Regions from separate parts of the Mus musculus genome. Here regions 2 and 3 are each linked to region 1. The links are chromatin contacts, called in public Hi-C and HiChIP or PLAC-seq maps. All regions are on one chromosome and are shown on one strand. The core of a region is the stretch at or near the end of the contact, and the rest is flanking DNA. Distances in the headings are between cores, read along the strand shown. Region 1 has its middle 25 kb from the start of Gm35426. Region 2 holds the start of Tgfb2 (transforming growth factor, beta 2). Region 3 has its middle 120 kb from the start of Gm35201.

Region 1 (2,773 bases), core at 168-2,667:
GGCGTGTGCCACCTGGTTCATTGTTTTTTGCTTTTTTCTTTTTCTTTTTTTCTTTTTCTTTTTTTCTTTGTTCCTTCATCTAGCAGGAACTCAAGCTTTCTGTGCCTGGAACAAAATCCCTGAGGTAAGTAACTCAGAAGAAGAAAAGGTATTTTGGACCATTATCTCAAAGGTAAGCCCATGGTCTACTGAGCCACTGACTTGGGGTTTATAAGACAAAGCAGACATTATGGCAGAGCTCTAGGGGGTGGAAGCTAAGATGCTTATGCCATGGTGAGCAGGAAGGAGGGCCAAGTCCCCATGTACCTTTCGAGTGCACATGCCCAACACCCTTCTTCTACAAGGCCATCGAGCTCCTAAAAGTTTCATCTATTCCTGATAGCCCCACAGGGTCACCTGTAGCACACAGCCCTTTAGTAGACACTGTAAAGCCCAACTGCAGTAGGCTGCACAGGAAAAGCACCAGTGAAAATGACATTGTTGACCGAAGCTGAAACCTAGTGGTATATACCACCCTTGGCACACGCAAGCAGATAGTTTGGTTGATTTTTAAAAATGGGAGAAAGTCCCTGGGAGCTCTAGGGGGTCTGGATGGTTCATATGGCTGTTCCTCATATGGGAGTGCAAACCACTTCAACTCCTTCAATTCTTTCTTTAGCTCCTCCATTGGGGACCCTATGCTCAGTCCAATGGATGGCTGAGAGCATCCATCTCTGGCAGAGCCTATCAGGAGATAGCTATATCAGGATCCTGTCAGCAAGCACCCACCAAAGAATACACATAGAGGGACTCATAGCTCCAGCTGCATATGTAGCAAAGGATGGCCTTGTTGGACATCAATGGGAGGAGAGGCCCTTGGTCCTCTGAAGGCTCGATAGATGCCCCAGTGTAGGGAAATGCCAGGACAGACAAGAGGGAGTAGGTGGGTTGGTGAGCAGGAGGAGGAGGGATGGATAGGGGGTTTTCAGAGGGGAAACCGGGAAATGGGATAACATTTGAAATGTAAATAAAGAAAATATCTAATAAAAAATATGTGAAAAATGGGAGAAAGTCGTAAGTATCCTCAGGATGAGTTGATATACACTTAAAACTGGCAAGATGGTTGCTGAAAAGCAACCCGACTTGGAGTTGTTAGAGTCCAGGATGAACTTGGCTTTTGGGAAAGCGGAGCTTTCCAGGCTCAAGTGAGCCCCGTCCATCGGGGCTGGCAGTGGTGAGCACAGGAGAAAGGAGAGACGTGAGCGAGGGTAGAGGAGAACAGGGGTGAGATTTCTCCAGCTGGTGCCAAGACGGGGCTGTTACCAGGTATCTGTCCACAGAAGCCCGGTGCCAAGCAGAGAGAAGGCCTGTCAGAGTCTGGGAACTGAGAAGGAAGGCGGGAGCCTAGAAAGTAGGTCAACACAGTGACTCACTATGGAGGGGCTGAGCAGGAGACCAGCCACAGCATGACCAAAGGTGGAAGACCAGGGAGTCAGAGTGGAAACACGGTGTTGATGGGCTGGCAGGAGAATGTGCTGGAAAATACCCTTCCCTGCCGCAAGCCCTCTGTGCTGCAGTTTCTCTGACAGCCATAGATAGTCCAAGCGGCAGCTAGCCAGGGCAGTTGGATGTTATATGTAAATGTGTCTCTGTGTCTTCTCTCTCTCTCTCTCTCTCCCTCTCTCTCTCTCTCTCTCTCCCTCTCTCTCTCTCTCTCTCCCCATCTCTCTGTCTGTCATGTCTCTGTTTCTGTCTCTCTTACTCTGTCTCTGTCTGCACCTCTCTGTGTGTGTCTCTCTCTCCCTTCTTCTCTTCCTTCCTCTCTTTCTCCCTCCATCACTCTGTCTGTCTGTCTCTCTGTCTGTCTCTGTCTTTCTCTTTCTGTCTCTCTCTCCCCCTTCCTCTCCCTCTCCCTCTCTCCCTCTCCCCAAACCCCACCTCTCTCTCTCTTGCTCTCTTTCTCTCTAGCTTACTGGCTATATGAGTCCCTGTGTGTATGAGTGAGTGTGAGTGTAGGCATGTGTACATATGTGTACATGGGCATGTAAGTTCCAGAAAACAACTTAGACTGTAACTTATCTGCTGCTTTCTACTTGGTGTTCTTAAGACAGGATGTCACACTGGTCTTGACCTCACCCATTAGGCTGGCTGGTCATGGAGCTCTGTCTCCAGCTCTCCAGGACTAGGATTACAATCACAAGTCACAACACCCAGTCTTTTTATATAGGTTCTAGGACATTGAACTCAGTTCTTCTTGCTTGCACAGCAAATACTTTGCTACTGAGCTCTCTCGACAGCCCATGTTGAACGTACTTTATATGAATTCACCAAATGAGATCCATGCCAGATTTACTCGAATTGAACAAAAAGGTACTGAGTTGGTACTCTGTTGGGTGGAGGAGCAACTAAGGCCACAGACAGGAAGAATGTCTGGTTTAGATGTGCCTAGCCATGACACAGCATAGGAGTGAGTCACCAAACATCAAGCTATGGGGAAAACTGCTGTACATAGTTGTATAGGTTGCTTTTTCTCTTCTTTACTTTTTAAAATTTTGTTTAGATATCTTTTTTACTTTCATTGGATATTTTCTTTATCTACATTTCACAAGTTATCCCATTTCCAGGTCTCCTCTCCAGAATCCCCCATCCCATCCCCCTTGCCCTGCCTCTATGAGGGTGCTCCCCCATCTACCCACCCACTCCCACCTTCCCTCCCTTGCATTCCCCTACAGTGGGGCATTGAACACCCTCAGGCCCAAGGACCTCTCCTCTCACTGATGTCCAATAAGGCCAT
Region 2 (2,773 bases), core at 184-2,683, 240 kb after region 1:
ACTGTTGTAGATGGAAATCACCTCCGGGGGGACCTCATCCGGCTCCGGATAGTCTTCCGGGGGGCTGGTGAGCTTCAGCTTGCTCAGGATCTGCCCGCGGATGGCCTCGATCCTCTTGCGCATAAACTGATCCATGTCGAGGGTGCTGCAGGTAGACAGACTGAGCGCCACCGGGACCAGATGCAGGAGCAAAAAGGTGCTCAGCACACAGTAGTGCATGTTTTTAAAAGGAAGAAACGTTGATGTTGTTATTTAAAGTAAGAAAAAATATATATAAAAAAGAAACTAGTAATTCTCAGAGCGGTCAGGTAGAGTTGTTTTTAATACGAAACTTTTGCAAAGCAGTCGAAAGTTAATGCCCAATAGAAAAACGTCCCTGGCTGGGATTCCTTTAAAAAAGAAAATGCAACGCGTTCCCAACGTGGAGATATTAATATGCGATGCTGGGGCGGGGTGGGGGGGGAATCTCTCACTTTAAGGAGTAAGAAAGGTTTGTTTTTTTTTTCTCCTGGAAGGGAGAGGGTGAGTGGCTCTGAAGTAGAAATAAACTTAAGAGGAAGAAATGGAGTTCAGTGTGTCAGGCTCGGTGCGGAGTGGCTGATCTGAACTCCGATCCTCCGGCCAAAAGGGACGAGACGAGAAGGTCCGGGGGCTGGCAGGAGGCACGCAGGGCCGCGGGGAGCGCTGAGCGGCGGCCGGGGCTGCGCCGGGCTCTAACTGAGAAGTTCAAAGACCGAGCGGCTCGGCCCTGCCTTCCACACGTGTGTGGATGAGTGTGCGTGTGGATGTGTGCGCGTGTGCGCGCGTGCGTGCGCGCGCGCCGAGGGCGAGCCTGGCGAGCCGCGGGGAGGCAGATGCGCCCCGGAGCGGCTCACTCGGAGACTCGGTGGGATACTGTCCGCCCCGGAGATCCACAGAGGCCGGAGCAGGCGGCGAGGATCCCGCTCCTGCCGGCCGCGCTGTGGCCTACACCCGGCTGGGTCGCTCCACGTTGCAGCCGCCGCTGCTGCCTGCAAAGAGGGCCAGCCTCCAGCTCGGTCCTTCAGATCCTCCTTTTCTTGCTCCAGGCGGCCAAGGGCGACAGCGATCGGCCACCTCCTTAACCCCTGTGGAACAACACCGCCTCCTGGGCGCGTTGGCTGCGGGCTGCCCCGGGACTCGCACCCTTCCCTAGCTTCTCCTAGCTTCCACCAAGGTTGCACTTTCTCGCTTAGGGTAAGTAGGTACTTGCGACCCTAAAATAGACCTCTGCCGATCCTTCTCTCCGCAGATGGGTTGCTCCAGAATGGCTCTTTAAACCCTAATACTTCTCTCCATCCCTGACGCCTGCCCCAGAGCTCAGCTCTCAGCGCCTTCTCTCTTTCTCTCCCACTCGCTCTCCTGCCGGCAGTTTCAGCAGCTCTGCTCCGAGCAAACCTGCTGCCAGCAGATAACATCACGATTCTGCCCGGAGCAGAGTTTTATATGTGCTCCCCAAACCACGTGTTTGCCTTCAACAAAGTGACGCGCTAGGATTACAGTCAGAAGTCCTCTGTTACTAAGACCACGAGCTCTGGACCATTGGAGGGGGTGTGGAAAAGGGGGACGGCCAGTAAGGGAGGGCGACTGGCATGAGGAATTTGCAGTAGTCACTGTCTGTGATCACCAAGGGTCTGTGTGTGGAGGGGCAGGCAGCTAAGCATCCCGTTTCTACATGGTGGGGATCACTCATTCGCAGCTTCCCTGAGTCCCTCCTGTGTTGAGTGCGTGCCCATGCATGTACAGGCGTGTACACACACACACACACACACACACACACACACACACACACACACACACACACACACACACTGTGCTCCATGGAGCTCCAGCCCAGCCCTGAAGACATGCCTTCCAATCTGAGACTGCTGACCTAACTCTTGAGTTCTCCGGGATTCCACAGGTTGTTTTTCATTAGCCTGTTTACAATCCAGCCCTGTTTGCCTGTGAACCAGCAGAATACAGAAGTGTCCCTTTCACCCAATGCATGCTCTGTATCACTGCTTTGAATAAAGGAACTGTTGCCTTCTTTATGTGAGCCCCTGCTCATGTGGCTTTCTCCTCAGCCTTCCTAGACAAGGATGACCCACCATCTTCTGCCTGTCGCAGCATTATCTAAGACACCTGGGTTTTAAATGTTTGCTGTCTCCTGTCACACAGTATCATAACTTGACATTTTCTACTTCAACTTGCTCAAACTGGTTGGATAACAGAATCTTTCTTCCCACTGGTCTTTCCCCTTTAGTCAAAGTCAACATTTCAATCTTAGTGATGACTCTGTGGCCACGATGACTACACAGGTTGTTAAAGCTGGAAACTGTTGAGAATTCCCCCAGGTTAAGACCTCAGTATCATTTTCCTAGTTCAAAAGGATCAAACCTTTAGGGATGCATACATGTGTATGTGTGTGTGTGTGTGGGGGGGGTTATATTCTTACTAGAGGGAGCTGTAATGATATGTAATGATATAGCTGGCATACATTATATACAGCAATGAACATTATTATTTGTATTTCACAGACAGGGAGACTGAGGCCATAGGAAGTGAGGTCTGTTGTTGCAGAAAACAGGAAGGGGTGGGTCTGGGTTTTGCAGAGAGAGCCCGCCCACCTCCTGGGTTCTTTCCCACCATGTACTTGGAAGAAGTATAAGGTCCCAGAACATGTGACAAGCAGGGATCCGGGGGTTCCGTAAGTGTGGGAGCTGCAGAATAATCTACTGCCCTCTTACAGAATCAAGACCCCCCCACAGTCATG
Region 3 (2,773 bases), core at 100-2,599, 210 kb before region 1:
AAGCAATATAATGCATAGATAGTACAGAATATAAAACTTGCGGTACGTTCTGGGCTGCACCTATATCAAATAGTATTTCTGTACAGAAGCATGTTGGTCTCTACATTATAGGGAAGTTGATGTCAGTTCTAGCTAGCTTCTGATAGTCAACATGGATTGATACTAAACTTTATCCAAGAAAATTTGAGATTTCAGATTTTTACAGATCACTGAGTTGAAGACTACTGGATTATAAATGTGATTAGAAAACTCGCTGTTATAGAATCCAGGTTTTATGTATCTGCATTGTGCTCCTGGCCCTACTGTCCTAGACAGAAGAAAAATTGAAGAAGAATGTTGCTGTGGAGTCAGAAAGGTTAGCACCAGGCATCCAGCTCAGTTAAGCAGAACTGACCCCCGAAGCCTCTTCTCTTTTTGTAGAACTGTCTTAGTTATTCACAAACTCCCAGTCTAATAAGGAATACAGTTAAGATGTTGTCTTAGGCCTATTCTCTCAAGAGGAACCAGCACTGGTTTGAGTATTGTCTCCCAAATTCCTGGTTTTTCCTCAGTCTTAGTTCATGAACATAGATGGACATAGAGTTTTTAACCCTTTGGGGTTCTCATAAGAACTGGAGAAAATACACAAGGACAGACACACACAAGGAGAAGGACATGTGGAGTCACTTGATGACAGAGGCAGGGGTTGGAGCTGTACTGCTGCTAGCCAAGGAAGAAGGAAGAGTGTTAATAGCATAGTGACAGCTGTAGGGAAAGCAAAGGTCTGGAAGAGAGGCCAGGTGACTTCAGAGTGAGCACGGTTCTACACTCAGCCTCTGATTTATGTTCTCTAGAACTTCAATAGAGGAACTGTCTATCAGAAGCCTCCAGCGGCTTGTGTGTTAGCCTCCCTGCAAAGTGTCTCTTGAACCTGAGCGGCAGCAGTCTTGAGAGTAGAGGTACCCCGTGTTTTGTTTGACAAGAACCTTCTCCATTGCAATGCTTCCTCTATAGTGTGGGTGAATCCCACGCCATTTCTCAGGTGACTTTCGTTAAGCCATAACTAATGATACTGGCTGCTGACTCTTGGTTGTTTTAGTAAAGTCACTCTCTGGTTCCTGGTTTTGGAGCTTATCATGGGATGTGTGCTTTACTTGAAGTAAATAATAAATAACCATAGTCAGGAGAAACGATTTCCTGGCTCATCGACTGCAAAGGAGCTATGTTGCCTGAGAAAAGATGTGATCTCAAAGAACCAGGGTGTTTCTGATTTAACTGATGAAATCATTAACTCTGAGTTTCAGGAGGTGTGGTGCACAGCTCCCCACAGGAGGCAGGGGAGAGGGAATTCCAGGAATGTTTGCAAGGTGGAGAACTTCACTTTTGTGCAAACAAAATTATCAGGGTATTTCCAAGGGCAGCTACCCCATCTTGGTCCAGACTGGGGGAAGAAAAATCAGAAGCTAATGGAGAAACAAGATAAAGTTAGAGTAGTGATAGAGAAGGGAGATACAAAATAAAAGTATTACACAGTTGACGAATATGGGAAATTAAAGGTAATTTAGAGTAAACAGCCAAGGACTTTTCTTTTGAAACCTTAAGACTGTAAGATTTTCATTTTCTTTTTTCATCCTTCCTTCCTCTCTCTCTCTCTCTCTCTCTCTCTCTCTCATCTTATTCAGTATGGAAGGATAGCATGCAGGAGAATTAAAATCTATGACTTGGTTTAGGGAAGAAGGATGGAGAGGAAATGAAAGGAGAGGAAAGAGGAACAGAAGGGATGTAGTTTGGAGGGAAGGGGAGGAGAGGGAGGAAGAGGAGGAATAGGAAGGGGAGGAGGAGAAAGGAGAGAGAAGGAAGGAGACAGGGAGGAAGGAGAAAGAAGGGAGGGCAGGGGAAGGAAGAAGAGAAGGGGAAGGGGGAAGGGGGGAGGGGAGGGGAGGATGAAGAGGGGTAGGAAGAGAGAAAGGGGAGAGGAGGGAACAGAGAGATGTCTTTTATAATATGTCAGAGGAGGGAGACATAAACGAAACAACATTTTTATTTTCAACTACGCTTTCAGGGGAAAGCAAGCAAGAAACATTTCTGCAGGGCCATAGGGCCTGTATCAGCAGGAAACAGAGGTGGTTTGGCAACTGGAAGAATAGAAAGCTAATTATGCATTTAAAGTGCAATAATCTCTGTTTTCATCTTTCAATTAGAGAGAATAGACCTAAATAATATATTTATCACAGAGAGGTAGTATATGGCTGCAGGCAGCTCTAGGAGGTTTGTCCAAATGTAAATTAGATGCCTCTCTTTAGTGGTCACAGCCCTAGGGACACAGGCTCAGATTAACTAGTTCCTGTAGACATACCACAAAGAAGAGACAAGTTGTCCTTGCCTGGTGTATGTGTATGTGTGTGTGTGTGTGTGTGTGTGTGTGTGTGCGCGCTCGCGCTCATGTGTGGTCCCACATCAGGGTGCACAGAAGCTGTTGGAAGGAGACTGTGGGATTAGCACGATAGCCCTAACTGTCCCCACAGTTGGACGTTTTGTGACACAGATGGTGGAGCTCCTGTTTTCCTGAGTCACATTACCTGCTGGGAGCATAAGGACCCAGCAGGCCAAAGCTTTGTACAAAGCAGCAGTGCTCCTCAACCAGCTGCTTTAACTGAGCAATCGTCTGAATCCTGCGTCTCCTATAAAGGTGGAAAGGGTGGCTAACTATTTAACTTCTACTTGGTAAATGAAAACTACTAGCTCACACATGCATGCCTCGTGTGTGTGTGTGTGTGTGTGTGTGTGTGTGTGT

Evidence for each region. A called contact is a pair of places that touch in the nucleus more often than the background predicts. HiChIP or PLAC-seq counts read pairs in DNA pulled down with a chosen protein or histone mark.
Region 2: a contact with region 1 is called in a Hi-C map of pancreatic cancer cells, with 2.5 times the contacts expected there. The contact joins the promoter of Tgfb2 here to the enhancer-like site in region 1. A contact is called at or near these places in 27 of 39 promoter capture datasets (the 3T3-L1 cell line, 3T3-L1-derived adipocytes, the C10 cell line and 15 more), 5 of 15 datasets of contacts at CTCF or cohesin (the NIH/3T3 cell line, embryonic stem cells and pro-B cells), 146 of 484 Hi-C or Micro-C datasets (the 3T3-L1 cell line, 3T3-L1-derived adipocytes, the 4T1 cell line and 66 more), 34 of 115 datasets of contacts at active chromatin or transcription factors (the NIH/3T3 cell line, acute myeloid leukemia, bone marrow-derived dendritic cells and 18 more) and 3 of 9 other capture datasets (adipose tissue, embryonic stem cells and pancreatic islet).
Region 3: a FOXA1 HiChIP or PLAC-seq map of pancreatic cancer cells shows a contact between it and region 1. The contact joins two enhancer-like sites. A contact is called at or near these places in 1 of 15 datasets of contacts at CTCF or cohesin (the NIH/3T3 cell line), 2 of 484 Hi-C or Micro-C datasets (muscle stem cells and peritoneal macrophages) and 3 of 115 datasets of contacts at active chromatin or transcription factors (cardiomyocytes, embryonic stem cells and pancreatic cancer cells).

What each region holds. Positions count from the first base shown.
Region 1 is chr1:186,459,579-186,462,351 of GRCm38.p6, forward strand. No RefSeq gene overlaps it. Among named protein-coding and RNA genes, the nearest start is that of Gm35426, 25 kb to the right of the region's middle. Within about 2 kb of position 1,418, at least 48 of the 459 cell types and tissues checked have an H3K27ac peak or open chromatin away from gene starts, as enhancers often do. A contact at or near this core is called in the BV-2 cell line, the C2C12 cell line, the HL-1 cell line and 4 more, where this site is marked.
Region 2 is chr1:186,704,556-186,707,328 of GRCm38.p6, forward strand. Tgfb2 (transforming growth factor, beta 2) reads right to left here and starts at 1,434. Exons shown (of 7, transcript NM_009367.4): 1 at 1-1,434. The coding sequence starts at 219.
Region 3 is chr1:186,253,367-186,256,139 of GRCm38.p6, forward strand. No RefSeq gene overlaps it. Among named protein-coding and RNA genes, the nearest start is that of Gm35201, 120 kb to the left of the region's middle. Within about 2 kb of position 1,350, at least 29 of the 459 cell types and tissues checked have an H3K27ac peak or open chromatin away from gene starts, as enhancers often do. A contact at or near this core is called in pancreatic cancer cells, where this site is marked.